Linked DNA regions of Sus scrofa: all the other regions are linked to region 5. Evidence: chromatin contacts called from public Hi-C and HiChIP or PLAC-seq data. All regions are on one chromosome and are shown on one strand. The core of a region is the stretch at or near the end of the contact, and the rest is flanking DNA. Distances in the headings are between cores, read along the strand shown.

Region 1 (2,804 bases), core at 305-2,804, 240 kb before region 5:
TTCCAGAATTCACTCTTAGCTGATCTGGGATTCTTTTAGAGAGTGGGCAGAGCCGTTCCTAACCTGCATAGGGTGAAGCCCACTGTTCCCAGGCCTTTACTCCTCTGTCCAGCCAGAAGCAGAGAAGCCCCCTTGGCCGCCCTGGGCTAACATGCACTTCTCTGGGCCGCATCAGCTCCCTTCACAAGCTGAGGGGCCTGGGACCACCACCCTTCAAGAAGGAGCGGGGGCCCAAGCATCCAGACTACGGTCAAAACTCTTGGCCTGGGGTGTGTGCATAGGGCAGGGGCTTATCACAAGGACCTGAGACCACAGAGGGGCTCCCAGTGGGGCTGTGGCAGGCTGGAGTATGGCAGCCACTCTGCCCTCATGCCAGGCCCAGGGCCAAAGGCCCATGGCCCTTGCCCTCAGGAAGCTCACAGAAGAGTTCCCTAGTGGCTCAGCTAGTTAATGACCCAGTGTTGTCATGGCTTGGGTTGCTGCTGTGGTGCAGGTTCCATCCAAAAAAAAAAAAAAAAAAGCCAGCTTGGGAGTTCCCCTCATGGCGCAGCAGAAATGAATCCAACTAGGAACTATGAGGTTTCAGGTTCCATCCCTGCCCTTGCTCAGTGGGTTAAGGATCTGGCGTTGCAGAGAGCTGTGGTGTAGGTTGCAGATGCAGCTCAGATCCTGCTTTGCTGGGGCTGTGGTGTAGGCTGGCAGCTGTAGCCCTGATTGGACCCCTAGCCTGGGAAACTCCATATGCCTCGGGTGCGGCCCTAAAATTAAAAAAAAGCAAATAAACGCAAAAAGAAATTTTTTCTTAAAAGCAAAACAAAATAGCGCACAGCCCAAGCCTCTTTTATCCACCCATTTTCAAGCATGACTAGAGTGCGAGAAGCCACCTTCCTCCCTGGTGCTCTGTCCTCTGCGCCTGTGAGGTCTGTCTGGCTCCACAACCCAGAAAGCCGCCAGAGCGGTGCACTGAGGCTCCTTCTAGGGCCTGATGGTGCTGCCCCTGGTGCTCCCCGTCCACTTGGCTGACAAAATGCCTTAGGACATTACCCAGTTCCTGAGGTTTCTGGCCAGAGGTGGCAGACTTAGCACGAGTTTGGGAAGCAGAGGGTGCCAGGAAAAGCCGGCCACAAGGTAGTGTTAAAGGACCTACATGGAGGACACTGGGAGCCAGAGTTGCAGAGGACAGACACCCGAGTTCCAGAGGAGCGTCCCTTGCTCCAGAAGGCTGGGCTGCGCCCCCCTCAAGTGCAGAAGTATCTGGAAGTGCTTCTGCCTCGACAGTTCTCCCGTGGGTGTCCCTACACCCCCGCCACCTCTAAGCTCTTAAAGGCTCTGGCCGCGCTCCTCAGTGCTTCCACAACCTTCCAGGATCGCCGGCCAGGCGGATCGCCAGCCAGGCGGATCGCCCTCATCTGGAGCTGAGAAGCAGCAAGCGTTCCGCGCAAGCCCTCTAAGCTCTGCGAGGGCCCCGCCCCTCGCCCCCTTCGACCCGCCCCTTCCGCCCAGGGGCGGGACTAGGCGCGGCTTCTCCCGGAAATCCGGAACCTGGAAGAAAACCGAGCTCTGCCGGGCGCTGCTCCTGCTCCTCTCTTCCACAGCGGGCGGTTGTGTGCTTGTCTCCTGCGCCCGTCCTTAGATTTTCCACTCCTAACTCTTACGGAGTCCTGAATCCCCATCCCATTTCCCACACCCCAGTTTCAGCTGCAAATTACCGCAGAGCCTAAAGCCAGGAGAGGAGCCCGTTTCCCGCCCCAGTCCTCCCCTCCCCGGGCCGGTGGAGACCCGGGTAAGATTCTCGCCCCGCTTTCCGGCCTCACCTTCCACACACCTGCCGTTCCCTCGGGGGCCCTCCGCCGCCCGACCATGGCCCAGAAGCCGAAGGTAGACCCTCACGTCGGCCGGCTAGGATATCTTCAGGCGCTGGTCACGGAATTCCAGGAGACAGAGAGCCAAGGTGAGAGCGGCGGCGGGGGGAGCAGGGCGGGGGCAGGGGTCCGGCCACCGCCGCCGCCCCAGACCTGGTTCCAATGCTGCTTTTCCACTGCAGACGCCAAGGAGCAAGTACTGGCCAACCTCGCTAACTTCGCCTATGACCCCAGTAATTACCAGTATCTGCGGCAGCTGCAGGTCCTGGATTTATTCCTCGATTCACTGTCGGAAGAGAATGAAACCCTGGTGGAGTTTGCTATTGGTAAGGATGGGGTGCAACTCCTAGATGCCTGATGGGCTTTAATGAGGTCAGTGAGTTAGAAGTGAGTTTGGGAGAAAGGAATCTTAAGCAGTCCCTCAGCTGCGAAGCACTCATTCTGCGTGCCTGTCTGCGCTGCTTGCTTACAGGTGTGTGCATAAATGAGGAAATGGATTGAAGGCCGGTGCGGTCGGGAGGGGGGAGTGGAGTGCTCTTTTTAAACAGCTTTATCTTCATGTTTTAATATCCAGAGAAGTAGAGGTGACTTGGAATGGCTTATGCCTAGGACCTATCGAACTATTCGCTGGACAGGTATTATGGGGCATGTACTGTGTGATTAAGGTATTGTTCTAAATGCTGGGAAGATGGCAAGCAGGTTGGGGAAAAGGTCTTTGCCCTCGAGGAATTTACACTCTGGTAGAGGGAGACAGGTGTTTGAACAAAAGCTGAGGCTCTGAAGAAAATAAACAGGCTGATGAGGTGGAGCAAGGGGAGGTAGACACTCCTTTTGTTTTGGCCATCGTGGGAAGGCGGTCTCGGCAGAGGCACAGCATGGGCCCAGACCCTTAAGCGGGAGGAGGCAGAAGGAAAGGCTGATGTGGTGGGACTGTGGTGAATG
Region 2 (2,700 bases), core at 101-2,600, 180 kb before region 5:
ACAAGCATCGTCTCTCTTCAAAGTACTTAAGAGTACAGAATGCAAGAAAAAAATCTAGAGCTTGCAATTCAAAACTCTAAGACGACTCTGTTAAAAAGTTACCAAATTCAGTTTAATAACAAACCTCAAAGTAGATTTAAAAAAAAAACCACCTTAATTGAAGAATATCCTTTGATTCTCTTCGAAGCAACGGTAATAACTCAGAACCACTATTATTGTTCGCCTCTACGAGCAGCTTCATTTTTGTTTATTTTTAGTTGGGAGCTTATTCTCCCCTCCCCTTTGTTGTCATGAGTCAAATGCTGTTATATTGCAAGTCTTCCTTGTAGATTTCGACCCAATCTGAAGTTTACCAAAATCAAGTATAGAAGGAACTCTGTTGCCCTTAAATCTCTTCAGAAGGGAGGCGGTGTCACAAAACAAACTCAAAGAAAGTAGCCCGTGTGCCAGGAAGAAGTGTGTGCCCTAGTCCTCCAGGGAGAAGCCTCCCAGCGCCTCAAAACCCGCGTTTAAAAAGTTAAGCCCTACAAAGTCTCTCTGCTCGTACATCTGCCTCCAACTTCTCAAAACCACATGGTCTCGGCAGCTTAGGGGTTATCTAGGACCCAAGGAAAAGCCCCTGCCCAGCCTCACCAAAAAAGTGGGAAATACTCCCCGGGAATCCCCAATCCCCGGCCCCTCACGACGGCCAGACGGGCATCCGGCTTCCAACCCATCGGCTGCTCATTGATTCGCCCCGAGCCTTCACCCGGCCAGGGCGGCCCGGGGCAGGGGTCCCCAGATGCCCGCGGCCCCGACCCCTGAGGGGGGAAGCCCGGGGCGGAGGGAACTCCCCGCCACCACCGAGGCGGCAACACCCGCCGCGGCCCGGCGCAGGGTCCGCGGAGGGTGGGGACACCGCGCGCCCTAACGCCCCTCGTCACGCGCGCCCGCCCGGCCGGGCCCGAGAAGCCCCGCTCGCGGCCGGTGGGCCCGCGGGCGTCCGCGATTTGCCCGCCCAACTCGCGCCCGGCGCGCACTCCGAGGCGGCCGGGGGCGGGGGAGGGCGGCGGGGCCTCCTCCGGCGCGGGAGGGAGGAAGAGGGGAGGGAGGAAAATGGCGCGGAGCGCCGGGGCCTGAGCCGCGGCCGCCCCGTGGGGGGCCCGGGAAGGCGCGGGGAGCCCGCGGCGGGCTCGGGCCGGACCCCGGCCCGCACCGTGACCCCGGCCGCGCGGCGAGGCGAGGAGGCCGGCGCCGAGCTCACCTTGGGCTTTTCGTCGGCCATGGCGAGCGCCGGAGTCTCCTCAGCTGCCGCTTCACAAAAGAGGTACCAGGTCCGCACCGAACGAGCACACAAGCAGCACCAGGAGCGGCAGAAGAAGGAGGCGGCAGCGGTGGAGGAGGGAGAGGGCGCGCGCACGTCGTGCGCTCCCTCCCCCCACCCTGCGTGCGCGAGCACGAGCCTCCGCAGCTTCTCATTGGTTGCCGCCTCGCGGGAGCGCGCAACGCTTACATAACCACCCCCACCCCCCGCCCCGCGCCGCCCTGGCCTGAGCCCGGCGCCCGCCAGGCCGGCGGGAAGAGGCGCGGACACGCGCACCCGGCCCGCCGCGGGGGCGCGCCTGGCTCTGGGCGGGGCTGTATTGTCCTCCTCCTGTGGTGGAGCTTAATCAAAATGGCTTCCAGCTGGTCCTCGGTGGGGACGAGGAGGCTTGAGGCCTAGACGTGAGGCACAAGCCGGGGAAGGCAGGCTGCCTAGACGAGGAAAGGGGAGCCTAAATCAGAGCCCAGCATGAAGTTCTGGGAAAAAAAAACCCTCTCAATCGGTGGCCCAGATGCAGTTTTCCTCAGGGTCAGAGGGACATCCCACTTCCAGCCAGCCTCTCATCCCTCGAATCTTAAATCCTCAGCCTCAACCCGCTTCCCACCGGGCTCTTGCCTTAGGGCCGTGACTACTTCCGTCGTGCTGGAAACCTTATACTTAGACTAGCTGAGGGGAAAGGTTCCTCCTACAGACTCCTTACGCATAGCCTGGCTTCCAACCTCCAAGAGGCCACAGAATCCGGAGAGAGAGGTACCCATTACCAAGGTTCCAAACCAGGCCATCGTTTCCTCCATCCATCTGGCTCAGAAATGGAAGTAGGTCCTTCCTGTCCTAGGAACAATCCTGACATTTGTGCCTTGGATCTCTCCTGCTCCTCTCAGAAGTTCGATTATTTCCTTTCTCTTGTATTTTCTTCCACTCCTACATTAGAATAGAAAAAGACTCAGAGAATTCCCATCTTCGCTCGGCAGAAACAAACCCGACTAGCATCCATGTGGACACAGGTTTGATCCCTGGCCTTGCTCTGTGGGTGTTGCCACGAGCTGTGGTGTAGGTCGAAGATGGGGCTCGGATCTGGAGTTGCTGTGGCTGTGGTGTAGGCTGGCGGCTGTAGCTCCCATTCGACCCCTGGCCTGGAAACCTCCATATGCCACCGGTGCAGCCCTTAAAAAAAAAAAAAAAAAAAAAGGACCAAAAAAAAGAAAAGAAAAAGACTGTCAATTCTAGTTCCTTCTGAAGTTATCGCCATATCTCTCTCCATTCTTGGCCAAACATCTTGAAAAATGTCCACTCCAGCTGTCTCCCCCCCCCTCACCTCCCACTCACTCCTCAATCCACTGCAATCTGGCTCCACAAAAACCTTCTGCAAGGTCACCACAGACTTCTTTGCTGAATCC
Region 3 (2,700 bases), core at 1-2,500, 200 kb before region 5:
AAGCTGGCCACACATGACTGCGAGTCATGATCAATAAAGAGATGCTCAGAAAAAGTGGAATCTAAGCTTCCTCCATGCCTTGAGCAGGATCCCAGAGATGCCTTTATCCCACCTTAAAAAACAGCGTGCATGCAATTAGCCAAGACAATGTGGACATTCCCCACCGCATCCAAACCCTTCCGCCAAGTTAGGCAAGGGCTTGGAAAAGGGTCCCAGTTCAAACACCGTGCCCAGGGCCCTCTTCGACAAATGCAGTGGCAAGAGTGACCAGAAAGGCCCCGGATACGCAGGTGGAGATAGTACGGAAGAGACAATGGATGTCTCCGGCCCCGCCCAAGAACAGAAAACCTCTTCCTGCAAGCAAACCAGGGCCAGAGATGAACTCATTTGGCAAACGTCAAACGGGGAAGGCAAAGAGGTGGGATGCAAAGACCGAGGTCCGAAGGTTTGAGCGCAGAAAACCCACTCGGAGCGACTCGCTCCCCCTCCCGTTCAGAGGTGGGCGCGCGAGGGGAAGGAGCAGGGGTCTTTTCTTTGTTAGCAAAGGAGAGGCACTTCGCGGAGGGCTGACGGCTGGGTCCTGAATAGGGGTGGCGGTCGCGATGACCGGCCCCGCCCGAACACAAATGCTACATGCCATGCGGACCCGAGTGGGTAGGAGCTCGACAGACCCGATCACTGCGGCTGCGGATCTGACCATCACGCCGGGCGCAGGGCCGCCACCTGCCCTGGGCCAGAGTCACGAGCGCGTGGCCAGGAATGGGACAATGGGCACGGATCGAGGTGCCCCGCGAGCTACCCAGGCACCCGGAGCCCAAGACCACCTCCCCGGGGCCAGGCAGGCCACGCCGCAAAGAGGAAAAAGCGAACCCTCTCGGCACGTTCGTATTGGCAAAAAAAACCTCCGCGCCCTGAGCGCGAGCGGCCCCAGCCCTTCACAGCCCCTCGCTCCGGGGGAGGAATGAATGGGAGAGGAGCAGGAATCGGGCGGGGCCGGCGCGCTGGACTCGCCGGAGGCACAAAGGCGACGCCGGTAGCCGAGCCCCACCGCCGAGCTGGGAAGGAGCGCAACGCCTGGAGCACGTTACAGCCAACGACCGGCCGCCAGACCCGCCCGGCCCCCTTGGGCAGCGGCCCTCCAGCCCAATGAGCCCCGCCGCCTCACCGGGAGCTATTCCTGCTGTTGGGGTCGACGCCCTTGAAGGTGGTGGTGGTGGTCATGGCGCCAAGGAGCGAGGTAGCGAGCGAGAGAGCAGAACGCCGAAAGGGTCAGGTCTGAGGAGCGTAGGGTAGCTCCCCAGCCCAAAGCCGGCAACCGCTGCAGGAACCTCCGCCACCGACAGCCCGCTGGGTCGCCGCCTTTATAGGGCCTCCAAGCCCCGCCCCTGCCCCGACATCATTGGCCGATTCAAATGGACCTGTAAGCTTCCATTGGTCCCTGGGAGTGCCAAACACCCTGCGGCGTCCCGACAGGCCGAGGCTGCTCCTGCTCAGCCTAAACCCGCCTCCTTCCTGGCCAGAGAAGAGCTAGGGACGTTTCCCCTCCCCCACCCCCAAATCTCGGTGATGATTGGATAAAGGACAAACCTGCCCCGCGCACGGTACAAGTTGTGCTCCCTGTCACTTAAAAAAGTTACCTGATAAAGCGAAAAGCTCGCTGTGTGCGAGTTGAAATCCGCAAGCCGAGGGCAAATTTATCTTTCATTTATTTGCCTTTCTCAAGGTGGGTAGCAAGGTCATGCTCCCCAAGGGATGAAAATTACTGCTACACATTGACATGTATACAACTGAATACCTACTAAGTGTCCTGTTTGGAAACCTGACAGTCCCAAAGCAGCAGCACTATGAGTCAGCAACAGAAAGCACGCGAAGATGATCCCTTCTAAAACGATTGGAAATTCTTTACATTTTACTGTTACTCTTTAGCTGTAATGGGTGGTGCATACACTAGACCAAAATTACAGTCGTTCCGATCTGAGGACCTGTGCTTAATAAGTCTGGTTAACGCCCGGCTTTGGGGAATGGCCACATCCCTTACTGCTAAGACTATGGAAGCACCCCAGGCCTCTGCAGCTGTTTATAACCCTTAAGTCATGACTCTTCCACCTGTCTGGCTAAATCTATCCCTGCAACAAATGCAGACACACTTGGAGGGTTCAGGAATGACTGTTTACAAGATCATAATAGGAAAGTCTTGGGCAAACAAGGGGGTAGGCCTTCCCCGTCATGCCGATTACTCAAGGCAGATCTCTATTTCAGTATTTCCATAAGTGAACTACATTCCTTTTTGTGTGGCCGCCTCCTAGACGTTCATGAAAAGCCAAAGACAAGTTCTTCTCTTCTATAAGGCAGGATCATGTCTTTAAGGGCTTACCACAAAAGCTTGAAGCACACACTTGTTTGGATTAAAGTCTCCCCCTTGTTAAAGGCTAAGCCTAAATTTCCAAAACCTTAAAACAAACAAACAAAACAAACCTCTTCAGGCCAACCCAGCATGCATCCCCGGCTCAAAAATCATATCATTATTGGGAGTTCCTCTTGTGGCTCAGCAGGTTAAGAACCCGACTAGCATCCACGAGGAAGAGAGTTCAATCCCTGGCCTCACTCAGTAATTTAAGGATCCAGTGTTGCCGTGAGCTTCGGCTTAGGTGGCAGATATGGCTTAGATCCCTCATTGTCATGACTGTGGTACAGGCCAGC
Region 4 (2,700 bases), core at 124-2,623, 220 kb before region 5:
CTCCCAGCTTGGGGTCTCCTCTTGGCCTGTGACAGGACGCAGAGGAAGGCAGGGGACGCAATGGGTGACGTGGTGATCTCTACCCCCTCCCTCGTATCCCAGCAGGCCCAGTGCCCGGAGGGTGCCAAGGAAAATGGCTCCTACCTTGAATGGTGTCCTTGTCATCAATGAGCAGGTCCCCCAAGACCATGGTCTTGTCCCTCGTCAAGATAATGCGCTCCACAAACTGGGGCCCCAGGTGCTTCTCCACCCAGCCGTACTGTGTGGTGGGCACAAGTCTGTCAGGAGGGCCGGACGGACCCCGGAATTCAAGGCCAGCGAGCAAGTAGGTGGGAGGGTCTGCCGCCCTTGAAGCTATCGTCCCCTCCCCCCACCCCCACCCCCGACTTTGTGTGTTTCTGCTGGTTTCTTTCAAAGATGGGGCCTTAGGACCCTGGGTGTGCCGCCAGTGCCGCACCTTCTCGCGCACGCAGTGGTCATACTTGAGCAGCGGGCTGGTGCAGATGAAGACCTCAGTGCTGCGGGAAGGGGCGCGGGTCAGACAGGGTGGTGCCAGCCCCTGCTCCCCCCCACCTCCCTCCCGACCCTTCCTCACTCCTGCATGTCATTCATCTCCCGCATGGCTTCCAAGGCTCCAGGGATGGGCTCCAAGTTTAGGAAGAAGCCTGGGGCTTCATACACACTGGCCACTTTGTCCTGAAAGATACAGTGTTCCTGTCCTGGCTCTGCTCCCAGCCGATCTCGCCAGCCCCAGCGAGGACTCTCAAGATTCCTGGGGGAAGGGGGGCGCCTCGATCCCCACATCAGAGCCTCAGGGAGGGGACTTTGTTTAGGGGTAAGTACTCCTCCAGACTGTCTTGTCCTGGGACGAAGTGTGGATTCTGAAGTGAAAGCTTTGTCTCTGGACGTGGAGCACAGGCGGTCCTGACCCAAGGGGGAAGGCGCCCCACTCCCAGGTGCCCAGGAGGTTGGGGCTTCCCGTTTGGGACACTGGGGTCGGGGCTCCCGGTTCCCCCTGATCCTCGCCTCTCCCCCCACCTACCGCCAGGTCGGGGCGCAGGGCTCGGTACTGCTCCCGGGCGAAGAAGCCGCGGCGCTCCTCCAGCGGCACGTACGGCTCCCTGGGGAAGTTTCGCTGGAAGCCCCGCAGCAGGCCGGCCTCGAAGTCCGCCAGCACGCCGTCCATGTCCACCAGCACCCGCACGGGCCGCGCGTACCTTGCCGCCATCACCGCGAGGCACGGGCCGGCCGGAAGCATGGACGCGCGCGGAAACCCGGGCCGGAGCCGAGTTGAGCTCCGCGCCGGGACGGCGGCTTCCGGGAGGGGGCGGGGGGCGGGGCTAATTTGCATGGACGCCGGGTTGCCCCGCCCCCCGGAAGCACCGGGCCTCCCCCAGTGCCCCAGCAGCCGGCGCGGAGGTGGCCTGAGCTGCTCTTCTGGTCTGAGGCCGCGCCTACGTGCACCCCAGCCACCCTGCGCTCGGTGGCAGACGTCCTCGCTCACCTCAGACGTTTCTTGGGGCAGACCTTCCAGGGGCCCGGCAGAGGGTCTCTCCTAAATACAGATCAACGGCTTCTGAGAAGGAGCCAAGGCTGCTTAAACCCGTGAGCTGACGCCCCCTTTTAAGAATCCATCCCTGTCCTCCCTGCTTGTGGGGACTCTGGAGCAGAGCTCCCGCCACGTCAAGGCAGCACCAACCCAAGGCTCAAATCATGGGGACTCCCAGTGACCGAAGTGAATGAATCTGCTGAAGACAGCGGGTTCTTGTGAACAGAGCTCCTCAGACACCAATTCATAAACCAGAGCTGGCTTGAAACATGGGAGCATCTGCTTTAAGCATCCGGTTCACCTGGAGGAGGAGACTCAGGTAACCCAGACCATCCTCCTTTTTGTGGAACTGACACTCTTCTAGAATTGGAGTTATATCCTCCTCTAGAAAATGCTGAACGTCCGAATGTGTTATTGATTCTCCTTTTTGTAGATTTCACGTGTAAATTTCCTGACTACGTATAAATGTATTTACCTACAAACTAGATTCAGATTTGAGTTAAGTCACCCATCTTCCTGTAGTTTCCCAGTTGAGCACCCCAGTACTTCCAAATGGAACAGAAGAAGCTTTAGGAAGGGGAACCTGGTGATCAATTTTGAAATTCTACAATGGGCATTAGCAATAAATACAAAGCCACTGAGGTCACACAATTGTGTAAAAAGTCCACAAAATGCTGATTCTCCTGCTATCATCATTTTAAGATCATTCAACTTCACTTTGTAAACCCTAAGCTTTTTTTTTTTTTTTTGCTTTTCAGGGCTGCACCTGCAGGATATTGAAGTTCCCAGGCTAGGGGTCAAATCAGAGCTGTACCCCCTGGCCTGTGCCACACCCACAGCAACACCAGGCCAGAGCCGTATCTGTGACCTACACCACAGCCTAAGGCAACACAGGATCCTTAACCCACTGAGCGAGGCCAGGGATCGAGCCCGCATCCTCATGGATCTTAGTGGAGTTCGTTAACCGCTGAGCCAGGAAGGGAACCCCAAACCCTAAGCCTTCTAAGGGGAAAGTTCAACACCCTTAGCAAACATGTTTATATAGAATTTTCTGAAATGTGAAATAGTACCAAAATGACTGGCAGAACTGTCCCTCAGAGCACGTTTGGACTAGGCATTTACCTTCATGAAATAAAGACAAAAGCCAAGTT
Region 5 (2,700 bases), core at 131-2,630:
CTCCCAGCTCCCAGGGGGAGACCTTAAGTCTCGCACAGCTCTCTAGCAACCCTTCTGGCTGACTGAAGAAACACAGTGGACGCTTCACAGCAAAGGATAAAGCAGGGAAGAGGGCATCATCTTTCCGGGAGAGAAACGGAATCTTTAAATGAGGGAGAAAAACGAACGGGCGAAAGAGCAGAAACCTCAAAAAATTATGCCAAAAGGGACAATAAGGAGGAAGGGGAAGTAGATTAGACTAAAAGGGGGGAGGGGGCAAGTGACTTGCATTATACGGAGTAAGCATTTCGTGGCCGCAGAAGACAAGGGAGAAGTTTAGAAAGGCAGCAACTGTGGAGTGCAAAGTGAACAGAGGGACTAGAAAGCCCAGAAGACTAAAGCGAATTTCTCTAGTGCGCCTTTCTTTTCCACCCTCTTCTGAGACTCAAGAGTAGCAAAAGACAGAACCCGCGAGGGCACTTCGGCTCTTCTGCAAAGTATACTTTTGCTGCATCTGAAGCCAGCCTAGGTGAACTCCCTAAATAAGCTGTTAACTAGCATGGCTTTACAATCCTATACACAGAGAGAGCTGCAAATGAAAAGTGCCAGCGATTCTCTGCCCTCGATCACGGAAATCTTTCTTCGGAGCATTCCGATTAACTGCTGCTTACTTTTCTTAACAAATGTTTTTAGGGAAGCAGTCAAAAAAAAAAAAAAAGCGCAATAAAAGTAAAGGTATTTCTACTGGCTCCGGTAACAAACGTCCTCGCTCACAGTATTAATAGGGTTGGTGGGTTTCCTCCCAAAATTCGGCCCCCAAACACCAGGAGTTGGTGACGTGGTGGCCGTATAGGTCGAAGGAGCATCAATCACCATATTTGCAACCCGCCTCGAATCCCCCGCCTCCCGGGCCAAGTCACACTGACTCACAGAATGATTACCCTGTGTTCTCGGGCTTCTCCGGGTCCCCCCTGTGCAAACCTTCACGAAGAAAGCATAAAATTAAATCAGGAGCCCCCAGCCTCTCGTCCAGGGCTCTGTTCCAAGCCAAGGGTACTGAGAGGACGGTCCCCGGGAAGGAAGCGCCCCAAAAGGGGAAACATGGAGCCCGGAGCCCGGGCGCTCCGCTCCCCGCCCGGAGCCTCGCACTCCCGACCCCCAGGCCCGGCAGCCCACGGTACCCTGGGCCCGGTCCCCCGGGGCCGACTCCCGCGACGAAGCGGGGAGGAAGCAGCACGCGAGCAGCGCCGTCGCCGCCAGCCACACTCACCGTGGCGCAGCTGCTCCGCTCCACGCCCGGCCGGCCCCTCTGCAGCGGTGCGAGCGGCCGCAGACCCCTCTGCTGCTCCCCGAGGGCAGCGCCTATTCTCGCCGCCGTCACCGCCACAGTCTTCGTCGTCGCCGCCGCGGTCCGGTAGCTGAAGCAGCACAGCCGCCTCGCTTCCGCTCCTGGTCGGGGTCCCGCGAGAACTTCCCTGTGCGGCCCCGCCCCGCCCCGCCCCCGCGAGACTTCCCCCGGCGGAAAAGGCCCAGAGCGCAAGCGCTCCTCCTCCGCCAGGCCCCCCGCAGGTAGATCAGCTACAGGCCAGAGCGCAGGCGCCAGGCCGCCCCGCAGCAGGTGGCACCGACAGGGCTCCACCCCTGGGTCGCCGTAACCCTTTCGGTGCCAGAGCGGGTCAATTACAACTCACCTCCGAAAGAAAGGACTTTTTTTTTTTTATGCCCCACATTTGCATGATTCAATTGTCATATTACTTTTGATGGCCGATATCAACTTATTTTTTTTTTATTTCTCCACTGTACAGCAAGGGGGTCAGGTTATCCTTACATGTATACATTACAATTACATTTTTCCCCCAGCCAAGAAAGGACTTTTATGCACACCCTAATCACTTCGTTTTCCCCTTCCACCAACCCAGTTTGGCGGGGTTGGGGGGGAATCTCCCTCCCACGTGAAGCAAGCCAAATAGAGGATCAGGTCTGGAAATATTTGAGAATCTGGTCCAAACAAACTCTGCTGCGTTAGGTGAATGAACATATTCGTTCGCTCATCGATTGAACCAAGTGCCTAGTACATTCTAAGCACTGTGTCAAGTATAGAGGGTCCAACTAAGAACAGAAATCCGGGCCCTTTCTGCACAGAAACGAATTCAAGATCTATAGGAGGGAAAGAACAAATAATACCATAAGTACGGTCAGAATTATTTGGAGAAGGCTGAGGAGAGGCGAGGGGTCGCCGCTCCTCCCATCTCAGAAAAGCGTTCTCGGAGAACGCTGTGGCGTTATCTGAGCTGTCTTGGAGGATGAGTAGGAGTTTGCCAGAGAAGCCATTGCAAGGGCATTCCAGGCAAAGGGAACAGCACGCACGTACGAGGGAACGGAGGCGTGGGCATCGTGTTCCCTGCAACGCGAAGTAGTTTGATTCCTGTATGAGGCGGGGTGAGTTACCTGGTAGTGGCAGAAGATGAGGCTTGGAGGAGTAACTCTTATTTTTCAGTCCCAATCAAAGGAGAGAACAGAGCATCTGACGGTGATGTGAATTCCGGAAGCCACCAAAAGAGCAAGATATAAAAATTAAGAAACGTGGGAGTTCCTGTCCTGGCACAGTGGTGAATGAATCTGACTAGGAACCATGAGGCTGCGGGTTCGATCCCTGGCCTTGCTCAGTGGGTTGGGGATCTGGCGTTGTCGTGAGCTGTGGTGTAGGTCGCAGACGCGGCT

What was found. A called contact is a pair of places that touch in the nucleus more often than the background predicts. HiChIP or PLAC-seq counts read pairs in DNA pulled down with a chosen protein or histone mark.
Region 1: a Hi-C map of mesenteric adipose tissue shows a contact between it and region 5, with 2.5 times the contacts expected there. The contact joins the promoter of ARMC7 here to the promoter of GRB2 in region 5. A contact is called at or near these places in 2 of 5 promoter capture datasets (fetal liver and liver), 17 of 47 Hi-C or Micro-C datasets (alveolar macrophages, blood, embryonic fibroblasts and 12 more) and 2 of 2 datasets of contacts at active chromatin or transcription factors (alveolar macrophages and skeletal muscle).
Region 2: a contact with region 5 is called in an H3K27ac HiChIP or PLAC-seq map of alveolar macrophages. The contact joins the promoter of SUMO2 here to the promoter of GRB2 in region 5. A contact is called at or near these places in 1 of 5 promoter capture datasets (liver), 6 of 47 Hi-C or Micro-C datasets (embryonic fibroblasts, epiblast stem cells, fetal liver and 2 more) and 2 of 2 datasets of contacts at active chromatin or transcription factors (alveolar macrophages and skeletal muscle).
Region 3: a contact with region 5 is called in an H3K27ac HiChIP or PLAC-seq map of alveolar macrophages. The contact joins the promoter of JPT1 here to the promoter of GRB2 in region 5.
Region 4: a contact with region 5 is called in an H3K27ac HiChIP or PLAC-seq map of alveolar macrophages. The contact joins the promoter of NT5C here to the promoter of GRB2 in region 5. A contact is called at or near these places in 1 of 5 promoter capture datasets (fetal liver), 17 of 47 Hi-C or Micro-C datasets (alveolar macrophages, blood, embryonic fibroblasts and 11 more) and 2 of 2 datasets of contacts at active chromatin or transcription factors (alveolar macrophages and skeletal muscle).

The regions. Positions count from the first base shown.
Region 1 is chr12:6,181,832-6,184,635 of Sscrofa11.1, reverse strand. ARMC7 (armadillo repeat containing 7) reads left to right here and starts at 1,554. Exons shown (of 3, transcript NM_001243806.1): 1 at 1,554-1,951; 2 at 2,045-2,188. The coding sequence starts at 1,861.
Region 2 is chr12:6,115,344-6,118,043 of Sscrofa11.1, reverse strand. It overlaps SUMO2 (small ubiquitin-like modifier 2), which reads right to left and starts at 1,350. Exons shown (of 4, transcript NM_213984.1): 1 at 1,244-1,350. The coding sequence starts at 1,264.
Region 3 is chr12:6,138,063-6,140,762 of Sscrofa11.1, reverse strand. It overlaps JPT1 (Jupiter microtubule associated homolog 1), which reads right to left and starts at 1,250. Exons shown (of 5, transcript NM_001048069.1): 1 at 1,166-1,250. The coding sequence starts at 1,221.
Region 4 is chr12:6,161,093-6,163,792 of Sscrofa11.1, reverse strand. NT5C (5'(3')-deoxyribonucleotidase, cytosolic type) reads right to left here and starts at 1,373. Exons shown (of 4, transcript XM_021066663.1): 1 at 1,043-1,373; 2 at 596-696; 3 at 145-518; 4 at 1-26. The coding sequence starts at 1,351. It also overlaps a transcript of ARMC7 not described here.
Region 5 is chr12:5,939,403-5,942,102 of Sscrofa11.1, reverse strand. GRB2 (growth factor receptor bound protein 2) reads right to left here and starts at 1,380. Exons shown (of 6, transcript NM_001137628.1): 1 at 1,250-1,380.